Linked DNA regions of Macaca mulatta: region 2 is linked to region 1. A link is a contact called in public Micro-C data. All regions are on one chromosome and are shown on one strand. Each heading gives the region's core, a stretch centred on a gene start, on an enhancer-like site or on the middle of the called end of the contact. The rest is flanking DNA. Distances are from core to core; before and after follow the strand shown. Region 1 holds the start of TCEANC (transcription elongation factor A N-terminal and central domain containing). Region 2 holds the start of OFD1 (OFD1 centriole and centriolar satellite protein).

What was found. Hi-C and Micro-C count contacts between places; a contact is called where the count stands out from the background.
Region 2: a Micro-C map of CD4 T cells shows a contact between it and region 1, with 8 times the contacts expected there. The contact joins the promoter of OFD1 here to the promoter of TCEANC in region 1. A contact is called at or near these places in 4 of 14 Hi-C or Micro-C datasets (CD4 T cells, blood, cortical neurons and 1 more).

Annotation. Positions count from the first base shown.
Region 1 is chrX:13,299,122-13,303,353 of T2T-MMU8v2.0, forward strand. It overlaps TCEANC (transcription elongation factor A N-terminal and central domain containing), which reads left to right and starts at 1,944. Exons shown (of 4, transcript XM_077988142.1): 1 at 1,944-2,063; 2 at 4,150-4,232. The coding sequence starts at 4,212.
Region 2 is chrX:13,374,903-13,379,134 of T2T-MMU8v2.0, forward strand. It overlaps OFD1 (OFD1 centriole and centriolar satellite protein), which reads left to right and starts at 1,963. Exons shown (of 23, transcript XR_013412673.1): 1 at 1,963-2,341; 2 at 2,512-2,610; 3 at 3,372-3,560; 4 at 3,746-3,946. TRAPPC2 (trafficking protein particle complex subunit 2) reads right to left here and starts at 1,947. Exons shown (of 5, transcript XM_077989535.1): 1 at 1,760-1,947. The coding sequence starts at 1,947.

The DNA of each region.
Region 1 (4,232 bases), core at 694-3,193:
CCTCAGAACCCAGAAAGAGGCAGTTTCTCTGACCTCATTCCATGGAAAACATCTGTAACTGTTCCCTCAGCAATGTGTAACATTAGCCTCTGGAGAAGGCCCATAAAGGATTTTGCCTCTCTTCCTTGGGAATTCGCAGGAAAGGGCTGTCTGCATGAGCTCAGAATATCTGTTAATATATTGCTACTCAGAGACTTAATAAGGATTGAAAAGAGGTTTCCGCTGCACTAAGGGAAATTTATCAAAGAGAATTCCAGAGTATTGAAGCAGCTGAAAGATGATTTTAAAACAAAGGCCTGAAAACTATGCATGATAAATTATCACAGATGTGAGTACTTTTATAAGTATTCCATTTTTAAATTGCCCAAAAGAACCAACTTTTCAGCAACCTCTTTAGAATCCATTGGCAGCCCTAGATTCATTCCAGATGAACTGGGCCAGAAATTTCTACAGCAAAGGTCAGGGAGGTCCATTCACTGACCTCCCTTCCTTGCTCCTTGGCTATAAATTCTCACTTTTCCATGCCACATTTGAAGTTGAGCCCAATCTCTCTTCCCCACTGCAAGACCCTGTTGCAGTGGTCCCTATGTCTACCTCAATGGTCCTGAATAAAGTCTTCCTTACCATGCTTTAACAAGTGACAAGTGTCATTAAATAATTTTCTTTTCTTTTCTTTTTTTTTTTTTTAGACAAAGTCTTGCTCTGTCGCTAGGCTGGAGTGCAGGGCACGATCTCAGCTCACTGCAACCTCCGCCTCCTGGGTTCAAGCGATTCTCTGCCTCAGCCTCCCAAGTAGCTGGGATTACAGGCACGTGCCACCACGCCCGGCTAATTTTTTGTATTTTTAGTAGAGACGGGGTTTCACCGTGTTAGCCAGGATGGTCTTGAGCTCCTGACCTTGTGATCCGCCTGCCTCAGCCTCCCAAAGTGCTGGGGTTACAGGCGTGAGCCACCACGCCCAGCCAAATAATTTTTTCTTCAACAAGGTATTATATAATTCTTAAGTGAAAATTGCATTACAATTTACAATGGCAAACATTTTAGCCCTGTAATAGACAGCAAGATAAAAGTAACCCCTGACAGCTCTGAGCTGACCCGGCAGTCACAGCTGGGCCTTGGTGCTCCGTGGAACATAAATACTTCACAGAACACCATCAGACGTGACCACTCTTTGACCGGATGGATCAAGACAAAAACAAGACTCCTTTGTAATCACGTGGGAATGCTGAAAAAACATAAACATTGTCCAAACCACAAAAATGACCAAACATCCCCTATCCCAGTTAATGAGTTACTGGTCTTGTCTCCCCTCCTTTTAGGTAAGTTAATGAGTCACTGGTCTTGTCTCCCCTCCTTTTAGGTAAGATTTATTATGATACTTAATCATACAATCGCCCTCCTTTCTGCCAGCACCCAGTCCAGAGTATTGGATTGGATAATCTGCTTCCCTGAACCTTTCCCCAAATTACTTTGGAGTAAGGCATCAGCATAGGAGGCTGTCACATTCGTTCAACCATCACTGTGCTTTTACTGGCCCTTTGCAGGCAAAGAATGAGAATGTGCACAGATGAGAAGTCCAGGATGCACATGACCACTCAATTAACATTTACTACTTTCATATCAACTGTTGCATGCTAGGATGTTAAAAACACTTTTTGAATTAATTACTGCGTTAAATAGATTCACATTTATGTCTACGGTTATGTGAACATCTAGCTGAACACTGTCTTGACTGTCCTGAGTAGAAGCAGAACAGGTAAGTTGTAAAGTACGTCAACAACCTTTGCTGCTAAAAAACGAAAGTGCAGTTTCTTTCTATCGGGCCAGGGGCGGGGCCATAGCTCCTCCTCCAGGAAGCCGCGCGAGCCCAGTCCCACGGCCGCCGCCGTTCGCTCTACGCATGCGCCATTTCCCTAGTGCGCATGCGCCGGGTCCCAGGCCCACGTGCGCCAGCCTGTGGGCTTGGATTGGCTAAGCCTTGAAGTTGTCCCTGTCCCGGTGACCGGAAGTTCTCCGTGGACGCTGGGCGGCTGAAAGCTCCGGAACTGCGCCTGCGCTTTTCAGTGAGTCATGCTTCAGGTTTGCCAGGGCCTGTGTCCCGCAGAAAGGCGAGCCCTTGTTCCCAGCGGAAGCCCACCCCGGCTCGCGGCGGCTTTCCGGTGCGCCCTGGGCGGCGTAGGTCCAAAGGTGCTCTCACCCCCGCCCCTTCCTCTCCGACTGCCGAGGTCGCCAGAGTGGGCTGAACCCTCGGGACTGCAGCTGCTTGTGTGCTGGGTGCTGGGCCGTCATCCCAAGATGATTAGCGGCAGGCTTTGCATGTTGCTCGACCCCACCCACCGGAACTCGAACCCGGGTTAGACCGGGCTGTTGGGCTGGTCTCTTCCTCTCGCTGCACCTTTACTAGGGGTCACCATTAAGGGAAAGGGCCCTAGCGCAGTACTGAGTGGCAGTTAAGTAACCGCTACACCACTGCCAACATTTGGCATCATTTCTCTCCATAGAGGGCGGGGCTCTCTGTGAAGCTGGGGAGCTGTAAGTGGGTTAGGGCTAGAAAGTTACACTTTCTCTTTAGGCTTTAAAGAGATCTAAAGATCTGAACAGATCTAGGTTATTATTGACTTTTTACCAACTTCTGGAAACATTGTTTCCAGAACTTTCCTCTCGTTCTTCTCAGGGTTTAGGCCATTTTTGTGCAGATGTGTGCACCTTGCTTACTATAATATTAGCTAATCTTTGTAAGTTTTTATATGGATCCAATACCATATTTCGTGCCTACTTTTCCTGGCACTGTATAAACTTTTTGGTATAGGTATGCATCTAAGCATTATCCATATTAGCATCAGTTCTAGAACCGTGGTGTCCAATAATGATAGCCATTAGTTACATAAGGCTTGAGCACTTGAAATGTGGCTTGTCCGAATTGAGATGTGCTATAAGTGTAAGACAGTGAAGTTTGGAAAATTAGCATGAAAAAGAATGTAAACTATCTCAATTTGTTTATATTAATCACGTGTTGAGATGACTATTCTGGATATACTGGGTTAAATAAAATGTATAATTTCAATTTTTATTTTTTAACATGACTACTGGAAAATTTTAAATCATATTTGTGGTTTACATGTTATATTTATGTTGCACAGCCCTGCTCTAGAAAAGGGTCAACAAACTATGACCTGCAGCCAAATCTAGCCTGCCTGTTTTTGTAAACAAGTGTTACCAGAACAAGATCATGCCTATCCATTTATGTTATTTTCTGTATCTGCTGTTGCTGCTACAAGAGCAACAGAGTTGAGTAGTCCATAGAGATTGTATGGCCTACAAAGCCTAAAATATGTACCTTCTGATCTTTAACAGAAAAAGTGTGCTGACCCCCTGCTCTAGAACAATGCCTGGTTTGGTAGATATTTTTAAGCCTTTTAATTGTAGACTCACATCCTGTTATTCACACTTACTGTGTGACAGCCATAGTTCAAAGCACTTTATCAAGACTTTCATTTAATTCTCATTAATCCTAGGATGTTGGATTTCTCCCATTTTGTAGATGAGGAAATTGAGGCACAGAATGGTCAGGAAACTTATCCAACTTGCTCAGCACCCCTCATTTCTAGGAACTGGACCTGCTTGACCTTCTTTATGCAAATGTTTTGACCCCCCAACCCCTTTTGATTAGCCCACAGTGGGCACCATGGTTCTGGTGGTGGTGGTTGTTTTGTTTTGTTTTTTTAACAAGATATATTTGAACTAGAATTTTTTGAATTATTTTTTTGAACTAGAATCGAGATGGACTTGGTCTCCTGCGGAAGAAGCCGAGGAGCACTGGGCTTAGGTGCAATGAGTACAAGCAAGCTGGTGTGTAGTGAAAAGAAATGAAGCTCACAAGCAGAGAAGAGAGAGAGCATCCTGTATGCTCATCACTCATTTAACAACAACAAAAATGTGTTAAGTAATAGTAAGCACTGGCTGGGTGTTTGCTAGGTGTGTATAGGTGAATAAAACATGTGGATCTTCTCTTATGGTCTTGTGGGGAAGGCAGTAAAAACGTTTTTTAAATGTGATGAACACCCTGAAAAAAAAACATGCAAATTATTTACTGTTTTTAGCAGGTTTCCTCACCTGTAAGATGAAAATAAGCCATTATCTGTATTTCAGGAATATTGTGAGGATTGAGATGACAGGAGAGTGTATGTCCCAGAGAGTTGCTCAATAAATATATGTTGCCTTCCACTGTGAAG
Region 2 (4,232 bases), core at 713-3,212, 76 kb after region 1:
TTGCAGGCAAATGCAAGATAAAACTCATGGACTCCAGTTCCAAAGACATCCATTTTTGTAGCAAGCCTCCTTACAGCCTCCATAGAAGAGCTGCTAGAAAAACTGCCCTGTGCTCCCGACAGCAGTGGTTTCAGTTGTTCCACAGACCTGGGGTCATGAGACTAAACTGGTATGGCATGGGATATGTCTATTGCCATGAGGAGGGGCAGTAGGAATACTACTGACAGGTCTCTAATGTGACATTTTCCTATTAGTATTATAAGCAATTCTCTCACCCCTTAGAAGTTACGCTAGGTTTTCGAGAACATTTTATCTAATTATATTCATGTATTTAACTGTGGGACCAAAGGTGGGGGTGGAAGTGAGGGGGTCTTCAGGAACATTTTTTTTTTTAAACCAGTGGACAAGCGATTCTACTTAACATTTACAACATATCAACATCTTTTCAGAACACTATTTTCATCATTCCACTCAAAAGCCTTGATGCATCTCAGCTACAGGATCATGTACTAGTACTCAAAACAGAGTCCCACATTGCTCCACATGTCTTTTCTCAGCCCTGTTGTTCCACCTCTGCTAGCGTTGACTCGTTTACTTATTTTTTCTCCCAAATTCAGTTTGACTGTATCCAGTTCAGAGCTGCTATTATTTCTCTCTTCATGCCTGGAATGTTCTCCTTGATTCTGTCTGCAACTACTACCCATCCTTTAAAATCCAACTAAGCCTCTCCTCCTCTTCAATTGTTTCCAACAAAAACCTACAGGTTCTCCACCTCCTATGAAGTCCTGTCACTCTTACTGCCTCTTAAATACTTTTAAGTTTTTCACAGCCAGAGATCAAAACTCATTGTACTCATCTTCAATGCTGTACACAAAGCTGACATCCAATTTTGTCCTCACAGGACTTAGATACCGTATAAGGCTTATATTCCCAGCACACAACTCTGGAATCAGGCTAGATTCCTCACTGCCCCCAAGAAGATCGTGGCTTTTTGTTTTCTTTTAATGATTCCTTTGCTCATTTTTCCCCTTCCTGTGATGTTCTCCTTTTTGCTTACCACCCGAATCCTACCCATCAAGGCCCTGATAAAGTCACTCTTTTTCCACAGAGATGATCTGGATTACTTCCATCTTCAACCACCTGCCCTTTAAAATCTTTATCCAGTCTACAATGCATCTTAGTTCTTGTTCAATTCTCTGGCCGTAACATTTTCATTATTGCTTCTGAGAGGTTTGGTTCTTTTTCTTTCTAATTACATTTAAGCATCATGAGGACTGGCTCACCTTTACCTCACAGCACACAATGGTTGGTACTCTAAAACGTTTAGCTCTGTGGATCTCAACCCGGAGCGATCTTGCTTCCAAGAGGACATCTGGCAATATCTGGAGACATCTTTGGTTGTCACACTTGGGGGAGAAGGTGATACTGACAAAATAGAGAGCAAGGATACAGCTAAACCTACAATGCACAGGGCAGCCTCCCAAAATAAAGAATCTTCCGGCTCCAAAAGGCAACAGTGCCGCCGTTAAGAAACCCTGGATTAGCTGAATGACCCCGTGAACCGCGAAACCACAGCCCCCGAGAGAGTGGACGTTTGCAGGTGGAAGGGCCGCGCGGATGAGCTGGCGGAGGGCTGGCAGGTCCGGCCCGGCCACCCCGGGGAGGGGTGGAGGTACAGGACCAACATCCGCGTCACGCAGGGGCTAGGAAGTCCTCCAGGGACTCAAAACACCCACCCCCTACTCGCTCCATTCCCTACCTGCACCCGGAGGCCGACAACGGAAACGCAACGTCAGTTTCGGCGGAAGACACCCCGGCTCCGCATCCGCAGCCAGAACGCCTAAGCAGTTCTCGCGATACCCTGGGATGTGCTCTCGCGATACCCTGGGATGTGCTCTCGCGATACGTAGGTGGAGCTTCCGGCCGGTGCTGGGCAACCGAGCGCATGCGCCATAGCTCTTCAGAGAGGGAAGGCTGTACTTAGCAGGTTTCCGGAAGTTGCGGGATGGGCTGTGAAGCGGTCATACCTTGCCGCCTTCAGTCCCTAGTCTCTGGGCCCCCGCCCTCCAGCCGCCTTTGAGTCGTGCCTGGGTCCTCACCCATGCCTCAGAACCGTGAAGAAAGGAAGCTTGCGTGTTTGCTAGAAAACCTAGTTGGGAGTGCGAGGCAGAGAACGTTCAGCACCCTTGTTCCTCCCGAACCCCCGGGACAGAGGCAGGGCTCTGAGGGTAGGGATTCCCCTTCGTCTTGGCCCCACAGCCCAGGCTGGGCACTAAACTCGGGCCGCGGCGGGGCGAGCGAGGCGAGCTTCGGAGGAAGCTGATGCCTGATGATGGCTCAGGTAGACACACCTGCCCCTTCTCGGGGACAGGCGGAAATGAAGTCTTGTTTGTGTTCGTTAAAACTCCTTTCCCCGCTAGGCCTCTTATGGCTTCCCCGGAGGCCACTGGTCTGTTTTCAGACGTTCACGCCTCTGCCCCGCAGGTAACCTGTAACCATTTTGTCTTCTAGTCCAACATGCTCCCCGTGGCTGATGTGTTGAGTCAAGATGAACTGCGCAAAAAGCTATACCAGACGTTTAAGGATCGGGGTATACTGGACACACTCAAGGTATCGGATTTAGGCGTATCTGTGTCATAACTTTTACAAGTGTAACCTGTAACAGGTAGTTAAAATTCAGTCAAGGTTTAGGTTTTAATAATCGTATGATACATAGATTGTAATGGTCAATTACATTTTTATATTCCCGAATAACTCTCTATCCTGAAACATTACAGTCTCTTGAAAACGTTTGAGAAAATGTTGAGTTTGAGTAGTCTTAAAGGAGCATATTCAAATAATTAATTGAATTTGACAGTAAGATAGGAGGAAATGTTTATATAATGAACACAGTAAGATTAGGCTTGTTTTATAAATATGGCTTATAGGTTCCTAAACTAGTAAGTGGATTTGTAAAACAGTTGGATGAAGGACATTGACACCATATAGAAAATACTAGTGTACTGCTTAATAATAGTTTCGGAAATGAAAAATTTCATCTTTAAACTATATTGAAATGTATGAATATTTAATTTGGGCAGCGAATATCTATTAGTATACTTTATATTTGGATTAACAGCCAGGAGTAGGATTAGCTCAGCGTGTTTTCATTGCAATATGCATTTCAAAAGCATATTTTACATTTAAAATACGTAGATATATCCTGTATATGTATCCTTTTTTAATTTAAATTATATGGTGAGCATTTCCCTGTTTCCTTAAAAGTTTTTTGAAATCTTCATTTTCAGTGGCGACAGGCTTATCTTTGGATATTTTTGTAATGTATATAGCAGTCCCCTGTTGTTGAATATTTTGGTTATATTCTCCAACAGTCCACAGAGGTGTGATGAAGTGGCAGAAATTTTTCCTATACTTAATATCCCAATCGTAAGCTGCTGAAATGGGCTTCTAGGGAAGTGAAGTTACGAGTCTGCAAGCGGATCTGGCTAACCACCCGTTTCATTTGGAAGCTGGGGAAAGAAAGCTTTTTCTAGAACCCACTGGACTGCTTGTCTCACGGGGTAAGACAAAGTGTGCAGGGAAAGGTTCCTAACTTCTGGCCATGCATCTAGAACCATTATGGAAATAGAAGGAAGGTTTCCAATGAATGTGACACATCTGTGTATATCTCTAATGAAACAATCCTGCTGAAATTTCTTTCCCTTGTGTTTGTTTCTTTTTTATTTTTGTTTTTATTTTGCACTAGACACAACTTCGAAACCAGCTAATTCATGAGTTGATGCACCCTGTATTGAGTGGAGAACTGCAACCTCGGTCCATTTCAGTAGAAGGGAGCTCCCTCTTAATAGGCGCCTCTAACTCTTTAGTGGCAGATCACTTACAAAGATGTGGCTATGAATATTCACTTTCTGTTTTCTTTCCAGAAAGTGGTTTGGCAAAAGAAAAGGTAAAGTCTTTCCTTTTCTATTTTTGAATTTTTTATTAACAGGTTCTTCCTCTGCTGACAGTAAAGTGCTGCATGATAGCTAAGTGCTCCTTGACTAGGTCCATTTCTAGTTCCTCTTTGAATTCACGTTGTACCTGCACATAAGATATTTGTTATATAATAAGTGGGTACTAAATTTGAAATTAATTTTTTGGCATCTCATTTAGTCTCATGTAAAATAGTGATATATAGAATCTCTAAATGTTCCAGACCTATAATTGATCTATCCTCTATCTTGTCTAATAAG